2 separate regions of the Danio rerio genome follow, and region 2 is linked to region 1. The links are chromatin contacts, called in public Micro-C maps. All regions are on one chromosome and are shown on one strand. Each heading gives the region's core, a stretch centred on a gene start, on an enhancer-like site or on the middle of the called end of the contact. The rest is flanking DNA. Distances are from core to core; before and after follow the strand shown. Region 1 holds the start of rbm15 (RNA binding motif protein 15). Region 2 has its middle 21 kb from the start of alx3.

Region 1 (6,720 bases), core at 2,285-4,784:
GCATGTGACAGCCCTGCTAATACAAAACCAACTAAAGTAACCACAGAAGCCTCACTGCTGGACTGTTGATGGATTCCAAGGTTTTCCTCTGTCAACTGCAGGACTGGCGTCTGACAGCAGGGCAGAACCACAAACACTAATGAATTATGAGTCAACTTACATGTTACGCTACCGTTTAAATTTAAAAGTCCTGGGAAAAATCCAAATATTACTTGAAGTGCATTGCAGACTTCAAGTTTTTGAAGCAGCCGTGGAAGGCAAAACATATATGCGCCTCAATAACCAACAGACACTGACTAGGCTAACTAGTAATGGCCTCCTAAATATTCAGACAACTCTCAATATACAGTTGATCATGTTTGATTTGTACTTGGATTCCCGACCCTTTGGAAAATCGCTAAAGTTAATGTTGATGAGTGCCAAACAGCCTTGAGGAGGGCACTTCTGTGACCCAGCGATGGGTTGCTCAGCTCCATCTGGCTTTAATCCTGCAAGCCACTCTTTTCAGGGTGATTCACTTAATTTAGATGACACATAAGATGCAATTGTTGTAGATGAAAAAAACTGCATTGACAGGATTTTCAAAGCTTCTCTCGTTTTCCTAATTCTCAAAATGGGAACAGATCTACAGTCGCTTTGGGGCAAGATATCGTGCTGCTTCTTTCCTTTGTGCACAGAGGATGACAGAAACGCTGGATCGCATTAAGTGCCAGTTTAGCGGACCGTGCCGTGTTTTGGAGAGAGCTGACATGTGTTTCCAATAGAGGACAGAAGAAACGGACAGAAACTCTCTCTCTCTCCACACCCACAGCTTCAAATTCCTGCCTGATCTTTCGGGAAAGTGGAGCCAACTCCAGCTACACATGCAAACTGATTAAATCCCAGATTAAAGGATGTGATAAAGAAGTACAGTTCAAAAGGAGCGTTCCTAAATACGACTATGAAACTGAGGGGATGAAAAATGCGCACAAAGATGATAGTTGGCCTTCTAAATGTTGTACTGTAGGTGATAAAGACTCAAGATAAAACTATACACACGTTTTAAAGAGATAGTTAACAAAACTTAAAATTCTGCTATTTTTTTATATATATTTTTTATTTTTCCACAAGCCTGTTTGAGTTTCAAACACTTTATTTTGAAATAATGTTGTAAACGTGTAACCCTTTCATAGTAGCCTATACATCTTTCATGGAAGTGAATTGTTGGCTATACCGGTATCTGACATTCTTCTAAATATCTTTTTTTTTTTCAACAAGAAAAAAAGAAACTGATAAAGTTTTGGAACTTGTGGGCAAGTCAGTTGTGAGTAAATTTTCAATACCTGCTTTGAAATTGCCTCGATGAGTTATTCCCACTAAAAAATGGAAAATTTACTCACGCTAATCTGGTGATTCCAAACCATTATGAGTTTTCCTTTTTCTGTTAAACACAAAAGAAGATTTTTTTAAAAAATGTTAAATCTGTAACAATTTTTATCTGTAATATAATTTTTCAGTACTTTACCACTGAAGTTGACATGTACGTTTCTTATAGGCAAGAGCATGTCTGTTGGTGGAGCAGTATCAGCAGATACTAAGCAAATAGTCTGCTCTAATAAAAAATAGTTGCCAACTTACAGTCAAAAAATGTGCAAAAGGGATACCAGAGGCTCAAACAGGTTTGTGACAAGTTAAGCACAAGCAAATGATGACATAATTGCAGTTTTGGGTGAACTACTCCCTTTAATAGTAATGTCCAGGGCTGCATCTGAAATCACATTCTTTATTATGTTATTCATTTATTAATTCATTTTCTTTTGACTTAGTCCCTTTATTAATCTGAGCTCGCCACAGCAGAATGAACCGCCAACTTATCCAGTATATTTTCAATTTAAAATTATAAGGTTCTGACATTTTTGTCAAACTTGAGTTATTAACATTATTTTTAAATGACAACTTATTTACATCATGGGATGATTTTTTATATGTTGTTTACATTTAAGACTTTATTGAAAAAACTAAACAAATGTCACTCACATACTGTTTGCTATGGAATGCAAAAACTCTGAAGCTCAATATCTCAAAATCATTCAGAACACAGATAGAACCTTATAATTCCAAGGTGACGAAATATTTTACACAGCGGATCCCTTTTCCAGCTGCAACACATAGCTGGGAAATGTATTATGTTATAGTAAGTAAAAAACAAAGAGGTTCATTATACTTGTAGTAAGTATTCAGATGACCTACTTCTTTTGGTGAGATTCTGCAATGTGCTTCCAAGGGACTATTCCATAAGGCAACATGAGAGGATCTGTGAATGCCAGTGAAGTGACGTAACTGAAGATGTAGGGCACGTGACACTAAAACATGGCTAATCTTGTAGTTCTAGATTGTTCAAACAATACTATGTTCATTATGTAGGGCGTGTTTTCAAAGTATGTAGCCTACTCAAATACTCAAGAAAGTGTTTGATTTTGAATGCAGTTTGTGCATTGTAAAAAATAAATAAATGACACGTTGGCTGTTCAATTTGTCTTCTGGTGAATCAACATTGGATGAATGTGTTTATGTGCATGATAAAGTTTTTAAAATAGTTGTATTTTGTTTTATTATCACTCATTTAAGGTTTTGGACGTTTTTGTATTAAGTTCAAAGCATTGTCCTATAAATATATTCCTATTTTTCTTCATTGAAAAAAATAATAATTTGGGGGTAATTTTTTTTAATTTTGATGGTTGAATTGATAATTGTATAAGTTAAAACTATAATGGTCCCTGAGGGTATGAGTAAAGCATGCAAATTGTAAAACACTAAATTGTTTTAAGATAAATTTTAACTAATTTAAAGGCAATAACATTACTTTTATTTATTTATTTATTTATTTATTTTTTACAATTTAACATAAAAAAAAATTCACAGACATGGGCATATAATCAGAGATCTGCATTGTTTTAGTTAAGAAATTATTTCAGTTATTAGGCTAAAACCAATGGCTAAAACCCATGGAAAATGCTCATCTATAGCTGACCGACATGGTTAAAAGGCTGTTTTTTCACGTCCGTTCACCTCTGTGAAAGGCAAACACCACCATCTGTTGGACATCAAGTGAACAACGAGAATGTTTTAGTTTTTTTTTATTTGGATTACTTACGTTTTATAAAGATTGCACAGTTCATTTAAATTTATAAGAAATAACATGTAGGTGAAACTCAGACTCTTAGCATCTATTAAAGTTAAACACCGTTTAATTTTAAAAATAGCCTATACAAAGCACTCTTTGTAGATTTATCGAGATGATTAATAAATATGGTTTAAGAAGCAAATATAATATTGGCAGTACATGTTCTCAAAGACTATATGTGTGGTTAGTTGAATGTCACCTCTGTGTTTTATAAAGTGGCTATAGTAAACATTTGGCTTTTGAAGCTAAAATGGTGTACAGCGAGACTGGGCGCTGTACTAGTGCTTTAGATTGACAGACGGATCAGCCAATAGCGCTGTCGTTTCTCAGAGATTCAAACCAATCAAAGTCGACGGGCGGGTCATGTTTTAGTCTTGACAAGATGGCGTATGCGGTTGTTTTGCCGCAGGGACACTGAACAATTTATTCAGTTTATCGTGCAAATTCGTTGACGTTGCGGTAGCATTACAGTTAAAAAAGTGTTTTGTTAGGCGCGTGAAGCCAGAGGACATCTAACATGAAAGGTAAAGAGCGGTCGCCGGTGAAAAAACGTTCAAGGGCCTTGGATGATATACGAGACAGGGGAGGAAGCCATCCGACCAGTAAGAAAATGGGGGTTATCTCGAATTCTGGCGGAGGAAGCAACAACGGCAATAGTTCGTCTAAAAGCGACGGGGGCTCTGCACGACGGGGACTGCTTGGAGATAAAAGAGACGGACGGGAATTTGACGGACATGTATCCAGTCGGACTGGTAATAACCACGGTTACACGAGCCCTGTTGCGAGCTCAAGCGGCAAAAATCACGCCTCGAGTCTGTCCTTAGAGGCGGCGCGCACCAACTCGCGCGGGGAGGCGCGCGCACCGCTTCCCACAAACGAAAGTGAGTACAAAACTTTAAAAATCAGCGAGCTTGGCTCGCAGCTGAGTGACGAGGAAATCGAGGACGGCCTCTTTCATGAATTCAAAAAATTTGGTGACGTGAGCGTCAAAATCAGCCGAGTGAACGACGAGAGAATCGCATTCGTCAACTTTAGGAGACCGGATGATGCCAGGGCGGCAAAGCACGCACGAGGCCGGCTGGTGCTCTACGACCGTCCTTTAAAAATCGAGGCAGTTTACTTGAACAGGCGGAGGAGTCGCTCTCCGGTGAAGGAGGATCATTTCTCTGTTGTTGCAGGCCATAGACATTTGCATACTCAGAGGCCGCTCTCTCCAACCGGCCTGGGCTACAGGGACTACCGGTTACAGCAGTTAGCACTGGGTCGGCTTCCTCCTCCCCCACCCCCGCCTCTGCCCAGAGAGCTGGAAAGAGAAAGAGAGTTTGCCTTTTATGAAGCGAGGGCGCGGCCCGCATACATAGCAGAGCGAGCCGCTCCTTTCCGTGAGGAGGACTTTATCTCTCCAGAGGACGACCAGAGAGCCAACCGCACACTGTTTTTGGGTAACTTGGATATTACTGTGACTGAAAACGATTTGAGGAGGGCTTTTGAACGATTTGGGACAATCACTGAGGTGGACATTAAAAGACCCACTCGTGGCCAGAGCAGCACCTATGGCTTCCTTAAATTTGAGAATTTGGACATGGCTCACAGAGCTAAAATTAGCATGTCTGGGAAAGTTGTGGGCCGAAACCCCATAAAAATTGGATATGGTAAAGCCACCCCAACCACAAGACTATGGGTGGGTGGTCTTGGCCCTTGGGTGCCTCTGACTGCATTAGCCCGGGAATTTGACCGCTTTGGAACTATTAGGACTATAGACTACAGAAAAGGGGACACCTGGGCTTATATTCAGTATGAAAGCCTGGACGCTGCTCAGGCAGCCTGCACACACATGCGTGGATTTCCTCTTGGTGGTCCTGACAGGAGGCTGAGGGTGGACTTTGCTGACACAGAGCATCGCTACCAACAACAGTTCTTGCAGCCCCTCCCCCTGCAACATTATGAAATCATGGCTGAGTCTTTCGTTCATCGTGCCACCCCTGAAGCCATCAGGGTCAGAGAACGGACTCCTCCGCCACTGCACTTCAGAGAAAGAGAACTCTATGCTGGGGCTGAGTGGCCAGCACCTACTATTCGTGAACGTGTACGAACTCCTGCATTTGAGCCCCTTGAACACTTAGAGCGTGAACGACGGCGAGAGGCCTGGTCACTGGAGCGAGAGCTGCCAGGCAGAGAAGCTGCACGAAAACGGCGGCTCATGGAGGACGGCAGACATCTGGAGTGTTCGCCTGACAGCAGCAGTGAGTGGGCGGCCCGCCGTCGCAGACCCCCGTCGCTTGAGGGCAGCCCAGGCGGCAGCAGCCGAGACGGACGTTTCAGTGACTCTGAGCGTCCAGCGAGAGCAGACCGGGTGTCCCCAGCACGAGAGAGCCGCAGCAGCCTGGACCGAGTTCCCGGTGAGAAACGCATCAAAAGCAACAGCAACCTCTCTGAGTCCAGCATCGGCGCAAGCCCTGCAGAACGAAAGCGCAAAGCGGGCGATTCAGCTAAAGGTGCATCCAAGAGGGACAGATCCGAAAGCAGCTCCAAAAGCAACCAAGCTTCAAAACAGGACGCAGGGGGGAAGCTGAGCATGGCCTGGAATGGCATGCTGCTCCTCAAGAACAGTAACTTCCCAGCCAGCATGCACCTCCTGGAGGGGGACCTGAGCGTCGCCACCAGCCTTCTCATCGACGGCAGCACGGGTGGAAAAGTCTCTCAGCTGCGCATCACACAACGGCTTCGTCTAGACCAGCCCAAGATCGACGAGGTGTCTCGGCGCATCAAAGTGGCAGGCCCAGGAGGCTACGCAGTTCTACTGGCAGTTCCAGGCAGCTCTGAGGAGACTTCATCATCAGACCCAGCAGCATCCACGCAGAGGCCTCTCCGCAACCTGGTTTCATACCTGAAGCAAAAGCAGGCCGCCGGGGTCATCAGTTTGCCCGTCGGCGGCAGTAGAGATAAGGACAACACTGGCGTCCTGCACGCATTTCCACCATGTGATTTCTCTCAGCAGTTCTTAGATTCTTCTGCGAAAGCTCTTGCCAAAACAGAAGAGGACTTCCTGGTCATGATCGTTGTGCGAGGAGCATCTTAACAGTCATAATACACACTAAAGTATTGTTAAATGCAAGCTTCTCTTAATGTCTCTTAATTGCATGCTCTCTAAAGCAGAAGTGGTACTAGAGTAAAGGGCAGCTGTTGTTACCTGCTCTGCCAAACATGTACAGTAAAAAAGAGAGAAAATGGCCCATTCATATAGCAAAGTTTAGCTCTATAGCAATATATTTGTTTTCTGTTGCAATTTATTCAGATGTCTAGTTTGTGATAAGTTGTTCTCTGCATAAAAGAATGACAATTATTGGGCATATTAGAATAGGAATTTACTTTGGTCATTAAACACTGTCTATTTACAACACTTCCTATCAACATGTATTTCAGTCAGATTCCAGACAGTCTCACCCCTGTGTCAAATCCTGTTTTTTAATGTTCATTCATGTTCATCAAATTGAGTTAAGGGGAACCTGGTTTGTGTCTTGATGCTTTAAACAATCATTCAGTAATGGGGAGTGTAA
Region 2 (6,720 bases), core at 1,894-4,393, 38 kb before region 1:
ACTAGGTTGTTTAAGAAAAGCAGAAAAGTGGAGTCTAATCAAGTGAATGAGCTATTTTTTGCCAGCGTTTGGATGTAGCACAGAAGATTGTGCTCATCTTTTTTACATTAAACCTTGCCGGTTGCCATATTTATGAAAACAGGCAATATCGCACCATTATAGCCATAAACAATGTTGGCTTGTGTGCTGAATGTGCAGGAAGGGTCTGTAAGCCTGCGGGTGATATACAGTTGAAGGCTTTTGGAACTTTCACTCGGGTCTCAAACTTCAAGCGGTCTGGTCGTTACAGGGAATGATTATGGCTGTATTTTTCAAGTCCAGTGCGCTTTTCTTGCTGTTTGAAGTTGCATATTAGGGTCAGTTCTTTGCTTTGGCCCAGTGGATGTAAAAAAAATTGCATGATTACCGCAATGGAGTCCAGGGTAATGGGCAATATATCATAACCAGGTCTGGCGGTTCATTTGTGGGATTTTCCTGGCTCTTAAGAACATCATGCTGGACGACAAGCTATACATCAGGTTTTCAAAGGTAAATAATGATGATGGTTACTTCAGAGACCTGCTAGGGAATGTCTTAGTTTGACATGAGCTATTAAGTGTAGAAATAAAAGAGAGTCCTTTAAATTGACGTTCTTAGAAATCAAATATGACCAATGAAATAATCTGAGAATTGAAGAAAATGTTTCTACTGTTTTCAAAACTGAGGGGATGATTCAAATATGTGGAATCAAATTTGTAAGTTTTTTTTTATGGAAAGTTGTAAAAGAACAACATTTACTTTAAATGAGACTTTTTCGAGAGTGTTTGTGTGTATATGTATACCCTTAAGTATACTCTTCAAAAGTTTTTATGATCACTTAGATTTTTTAATGCATCTTTATTGAATAAAAGTAACAAAAAATAATCTTTATGAACCCAAACATTTACAGTGCTCAGCATATAAGTATACCCCTCACAAATTTCTCTTTTAAATTCATATTTTTAATAGGAAGCTATACAATATTATATTTGTGCATATACATTACATTAGTCAGTACTGGAGCTAAATCTGGAGCTTATCTTACAAAATAACTTACAATAACGGTCCAAAAACAAGTACAACCAAACTTATATGTTATAGAAAAATATTAAATACAAATTTAAAAAAAATTTAAATTAAAACATTTTTTTTAAACTAAATGTTTTTTTATTTAGTTGACATTTAATTCTTGCTATATTTTGCTTGTATTTTATTGTATTATCTTTCGATTTCTAAATATGTTTGGTGACTAAAATAGTATTTTAATAAATATATCTGTTAAATAAACCTGCCTATAATCACTGAGAAATGGATAATATTCATTTTCAAAATGGGGTGTACTCAATTATGCTAAGCACTGTACTTACTATTGAAAATATTGGGTTAAGTAAGATTTATGTACATTATTGTTAATGTTGTTGTTATTAATGTTATTATAAATGAGCATTATATGATGTACAGGTGTTGTAATGCTTTAGACTGTAGTGAAACGAATTTTGGTAGTCTGTGGCTCGTGTATCATCTGCCAGACGGCCGAAACAGCTTGTGTGTGGGGTGTGTGTGCAGTACTTGATGATATTCTAAGCTTCCTTTGGACTATCACACATGAATGATTCATACTGAGATTTGGAGGGGAATTAGGAGGGGTTTTAATTATTTTTTTTTTTAAATAGTTAAACATTTTTTAAAACATTTACTCAACATTTTCTTCAAGTTATTTTTTTCCTGTTGAACGCAAAAGAAGATATTTTGAACAATGTTAGAAACCAGCAGCCATTAACACTAAGTGGTAGGGGGAAAATACTATGGCTTCCAGTTCCCATTCATTTTCTTTTTGACTTAGTCCCTTTATTAATCTGGGGTTGCCACAGCGGAATGAACGGCCAACTTATCCAGCATATGTTTTAAGCAGCGGATGCCCTTTCAGATGCAACCCATCACTGGGAATCATCCATACACACTCAATTACACACATACACTTCTGACAATTTAGCTTACCCAATTCACCTATACCACGTTTTTGGACTTGTGGGGGAAACCAGAGCACCCGGAGGAAACCCACGCCAACATGGGCAGAACATGCAAACTCCACACAGAAATGCCAACTGACCAAGCCGGGGCTCGAACCAGCAACGCTCTTGCTGTGAGGGGGTTGTACTACACCACTGCAGCCCTTCCAGTTCTTAATATATCCCAATTATATTATGTGTTCAACAGTAGAAAGAAACTCAAACGAACGATGACAGAATTTTCATGAATTATGCCTTTAAAGACTTTATATATATATATATCTTACATGATGAATGAGGTTCATATACAAATTTTCACAGTTAAACTTAATGGTGTCTAAATCAATATATGCAACTCAAACATTTCAGCGGATATTTAGATCTAAAGGATAATCGCCTTCTGAATACCTGGACTGGGTCCAGAGTACAGAAAATGACATCACTTAACGTTGAGATTTTCCTCTAGATGGTGCTAAAAACATCATGATTGAAAGATACATTACCAAGGTCCCGATCTGTGTTCAAACAATCTGTATTGTTGATTTATTATTATATATAATCAATGGTAATGAGCTAATTTCACAAATCAAATCACACAAAAACAACAATACAATGCGGAGTTGTAATTAAAATAATTTATGGTAACTTACTGCATGTGGTCATCTGATCTTCAAGCCAGATACAAAGTTAAATCAATAATGCAATAATGCATCTAAAAGCGCAACTCAAGCCACATATTTGAGATGAGGCTGTTATCTGAAAGCACTGTTTGTGTGGCTGACCCTTGAATGAATTCTCAGAACGGCTCTGGTTACAGCTTAAATCTCCATGTGTTTATCTTTTGGTGGAGGGAGGGGGTCGAATGCTAGAATGCTCTTGTCATAACCTGGCAACATTCGAGGGTCACATCATGCAGAGGAAGACTCATTTGAACAAGAGCCGGTGCCAAGTTTGTGAGCTCTCAAGCTGAACACTTCTGATTGTGGGATTTTAATACAGATGGTAAACAAAGCAACAACCACATGTTGAGTCTCCGTATCTGTGATTATGACTGCATGTGGACCTTCCGCTCGGGCCATTGCATGCGCGAGTCCAACTACTTTAAGCAGGATATCAGGAAAAGTCCTGACCCCACAAGCTCAACATGCCCCTTTTAATAAAACAATAAACATGGGCTAAGTCTTACAATCCACCCCCATAGTGGTTGGCCACATAACTAAGGGTCACAGAGGCCTTCCTTTTATCCTAATAGCAGCCGATGGCAACAAATGCCCGAAATACACAAACACCAATGCTGCTCACTATTTTAAGCCACCAAAGCCAAATAAAGTTGCACAGGAAAAGAAGGTAAATATTTCCACTCCTACCTGGTTGTTTCAAAAGAGCCGCTGTAAGTCTTTATTTACGCTCGACTCCCCATGCGATGTCCCAGAGTGTTTGAAATTGAAGCCCTGCCACAGAAGAGGGGGGCTCACAGGGGTCCCAGACACCCAATACCCCACGCGCTGCAGGCTCGGTTTGAAGAAAAAGAGCACAATTGGATTAGATACCAAAATATGAGCGGTGTTTGTTTTAATCAGTCTGGTGACACAGGGAGCTTTTGAAAGCACTAGGGAGAGAGAGGGTTGAGCGAGGGAGAGGAGAAGGGGAGAAGGACAGCTGTCCTGCAGGCCTGATACTGCGTTTGGAGACAGCAGTCTGGGGGGTGCTCGGCCATCAAGGGGTCACAGCCAGGGCTCTATAGACCTTAATTCCAAAGTATACTTCAGTCATCCATGTTCTGTGTTCAGTTTTTGCCATTGGAAGTATCTGTGGATGTCCACAAACTGCACGTAAAGCCTAGTTTTTCTCTTCATACAGATGTTCAGTGTACAATAGCACAAGGTGAATGTTTAAAGCGTGTTGAACTCATCCATGAGCATGCATCCACAGTGGACTATACAAGCAGTGCGAATATACAGTAGTCTAAGTTTGGTATGGTTTAAACTTTTATCAAAGTTGTCCAAAGTTCTTGTTCAAACATGTTTATTTCTATAGCGCTTTTACAGTGTAGATTGTGTCAAAGTAGCTTAACATAGAAGATTATATTCAATTGAAAATGTGTCAGTCCAGTTTTCAGAGTTTATTTACAGTTTAGTTCAGTTTAGTGTGGCTTAATTTTCACTGTTAAATGTCCAAACACTTAAGAGTAAATACATCGATTCGCAGCTCAGTAAGTCCCAAACCAAGCAAGCCAGTGGCGACAGCGTCTAGGAACAAACTTCACTAATTGTCTAAAGTGAAGAAGAAAAAAAAAACCTTGAGAGAAACTAGGCTTAGTTGGGCATGACCATTTTTCCTCTAGACAAACTTGTTGTGCAGAGCTGCAGTCTAGGCAAAGAAGGCTTGAGAATGCTGAACGTCCATCGTCGAGAAGCTGGGAGGTCATCGGCTGGTGTACATGCTGGCCGTTTAGGATCAATGCAAAGACTGGTCTGTCACTGGGGTCTCACAGGAATCAGTCTCATGCTCTCCACTCCTCCATGACCACCACAGCTGTTGCTTAGGATACAGCCTGGTCCAGGATTTTGGAAACCTCAGGAATAATAAAAACAAACTAACATAATTTCAGATGCCATTCAAATATAATGTCTTTTGGGAAGTGTTCCCGGCTCTGGTTGCCCTAAATTATGCAGCCTAACCGTCCTTTAGAGGATTTGGATTTCAAAAGCATTTGTGTTTGAGGTGCATGCTAATGCAAAGAGATGTGTCTTTAATCTAGTTTTAAACTGTCAGAATGTGTCTGCTTCCCGAACTGTGCTAGGAAGGCTGCTCCAGAGTTTAGGTGCCAGATATGAGAAAGATTTATGGCCTACAATTGATTTTGATATTCTAGGGATAATCAATTGTCCAAAGTTAATCAAGCGTAGTGGACGTGAGGGGCTATAATAGAGCAGGAGCTCGATCTAAAATTTTAGGGAGCTAAGCTATTGAACAACACCTATTTTGGTCTTAACTTTTTTGATCCTCTTCAACTACTGTAGGTGTACATATAAAAAAACAAGAAAATACACCTGGGTCATTAGGGTAGCACATTGTGTTTTATTGAATGGGTAAAAAAATATATATTAAAAGGTTGAATTGTGAGGAACACTCTTCATCATTTTCAAAGTGGTCAGATCTCTGAATTCTTCGACTTCATGAATGTCAGGGGTGTCATATAGTTACAGTCTTGTGTACAACATAAAATGGATTGACGGTAGGGGGCACAGCATTTCAATAGGAAAAATCTCCAACATCACCTGGTTTAAAACCAAATGTTTATGCATCTGGTTTAAAACCAAACACACAAGAGAAGAGTTACAAAAAGTCTTGTGCAAGACTAAATTTACTCCTGGAAAAAAAAGTGTAGCCCACAACAAGCTTGTGATTTTTTTATTTAATTTTATTATTTGCATGGATTTACAATGAACAGGTTGCTTGCTGATGGTGTGTTCCAGATGTTAGGCTTCCCCCGTTTGACTTTCCCTATTCTTATATCTTGCTTGAGAATATATATATATATATATATATATATATATATATATATATATATATATATATATATATATATATATATATATATTTTTTTTTTTTTTTTTTTTTTTTTATATATATATATATATAGTTGAGGCAGTGGCGCAGTAGGTAGTGCTGTCGCCTCACAGCAAGAAGGTCGCTGGTTCGAACCTCGGCTCAGTTGGCGTTTCTGTGTGGAGTTTGCATGTTCTCCCTGCCTTCGGTGTTCCCCACAGTCCAAAGACATGTGGTACAGTTGAATTGGGTAGGCTAAATTGTCTTTAGTGTATGAGTGTGTGTGTGAATGTGTGTGTGAATGTTTCCCAGAGATGGGTTGCGGCTGGAAGGGCATCCGTAAAAGGGCTGCGTAAAAACTTGCTGGATAAGTTGGTGGTTCATTCCGCTGTGGCGACCCCGGATTAATAAAGGGACTAAGCCGACAAGAAAATGAATGAATGAATACATATACACACACACACACACACAGTTAAAGTCAGAATTATTAGCCCCCCTGAATTATTAGACCGCTTGTTTATTTTTTTCCCCAATTTATGTTTTACGGAGAGACGATTTTTTCAACACATTTCTGAACATAATAGTTTTAATAACTTGTTTCTTATTATGGATTTATTTTATCTTTACCATAATGACTGTAGATAATAGTTTACTAGATATTTTTCAAGACACTTCTATACAGCTTAAAGTGACATTTAAAGGCTTAACTAGGTTAATTAGGTTAACTAGGCAGGTTAAGGTAATTAGGCAACTTGTTGTAAAACAGTGGTTTGTTCTGTAGATTTTCGAGAAAAAATATAGTTTAAAGGGGCTAATTATTTTGTCCCTAAAAGGTGTTAAAAAAAATTAAAACTGCTTTTATTTTAGCCAAAATAAAACAAATAAGACTTTTAGCCAAAAGAAAAAATATTATCAAACATACTTTGAAAATTTCCTTGCTTTGTTAAACATAATTTGGGAAATATTTTAAAAAGAAAAAACAATTGGAATATATATCACAGGAACTTACAGGTCTTATCTTAGATTCCATCTTCGATAATAGTCATTCATGTGAATAAACACCAAATTGCCTCCAATTATTGGTACATGTTAGTGATTTCCACAACATTCTGGGCAAAGAAGTGTGTGTGCTATGCAAAGT

Evidence for each region. A called contact is a pair of places that touch in the nucleus more often than the background predicts.
Region 2: a contact with region 1 is called in a Micro-C map of caudal fin, with 8 times the contacts expected there. The contact joins the enhancer-like site here to the promoter of rbm15 in region 1. A contact is called at or near these places in 2 of 18 Hi-C or Micro-C datasets (caudal fin and an unstated tissue).

The regions. Positions count from the first base shown.
Region 1 is chr8:26,684,341-26,691,060 of GRCz12tu, reverse strand. It overlaps rbm15 (RNA binding motif protein 15), which reads left to right and starts at 3,534. Exons shown (of 1, transcript XM_001335784.9): 1 at 3,534-6,720. The coding sequence starts at 3,681. The coding sequence ends at 6,242.
Region 2 is chr8:26,721,949-26,728,668 of GRCz12tu, reverse strand. No RefSeq gene overlaps it. Among named protein-coding and RNA genes, the nearest start is that of alx3, 21 kb to the right of the region's middle. Within about 2 kb of position 3,143, at least 4 of the 62 cell types and tissues checked have an H3K27ac peak or open chromatin away from gene starts, as enhancers often do.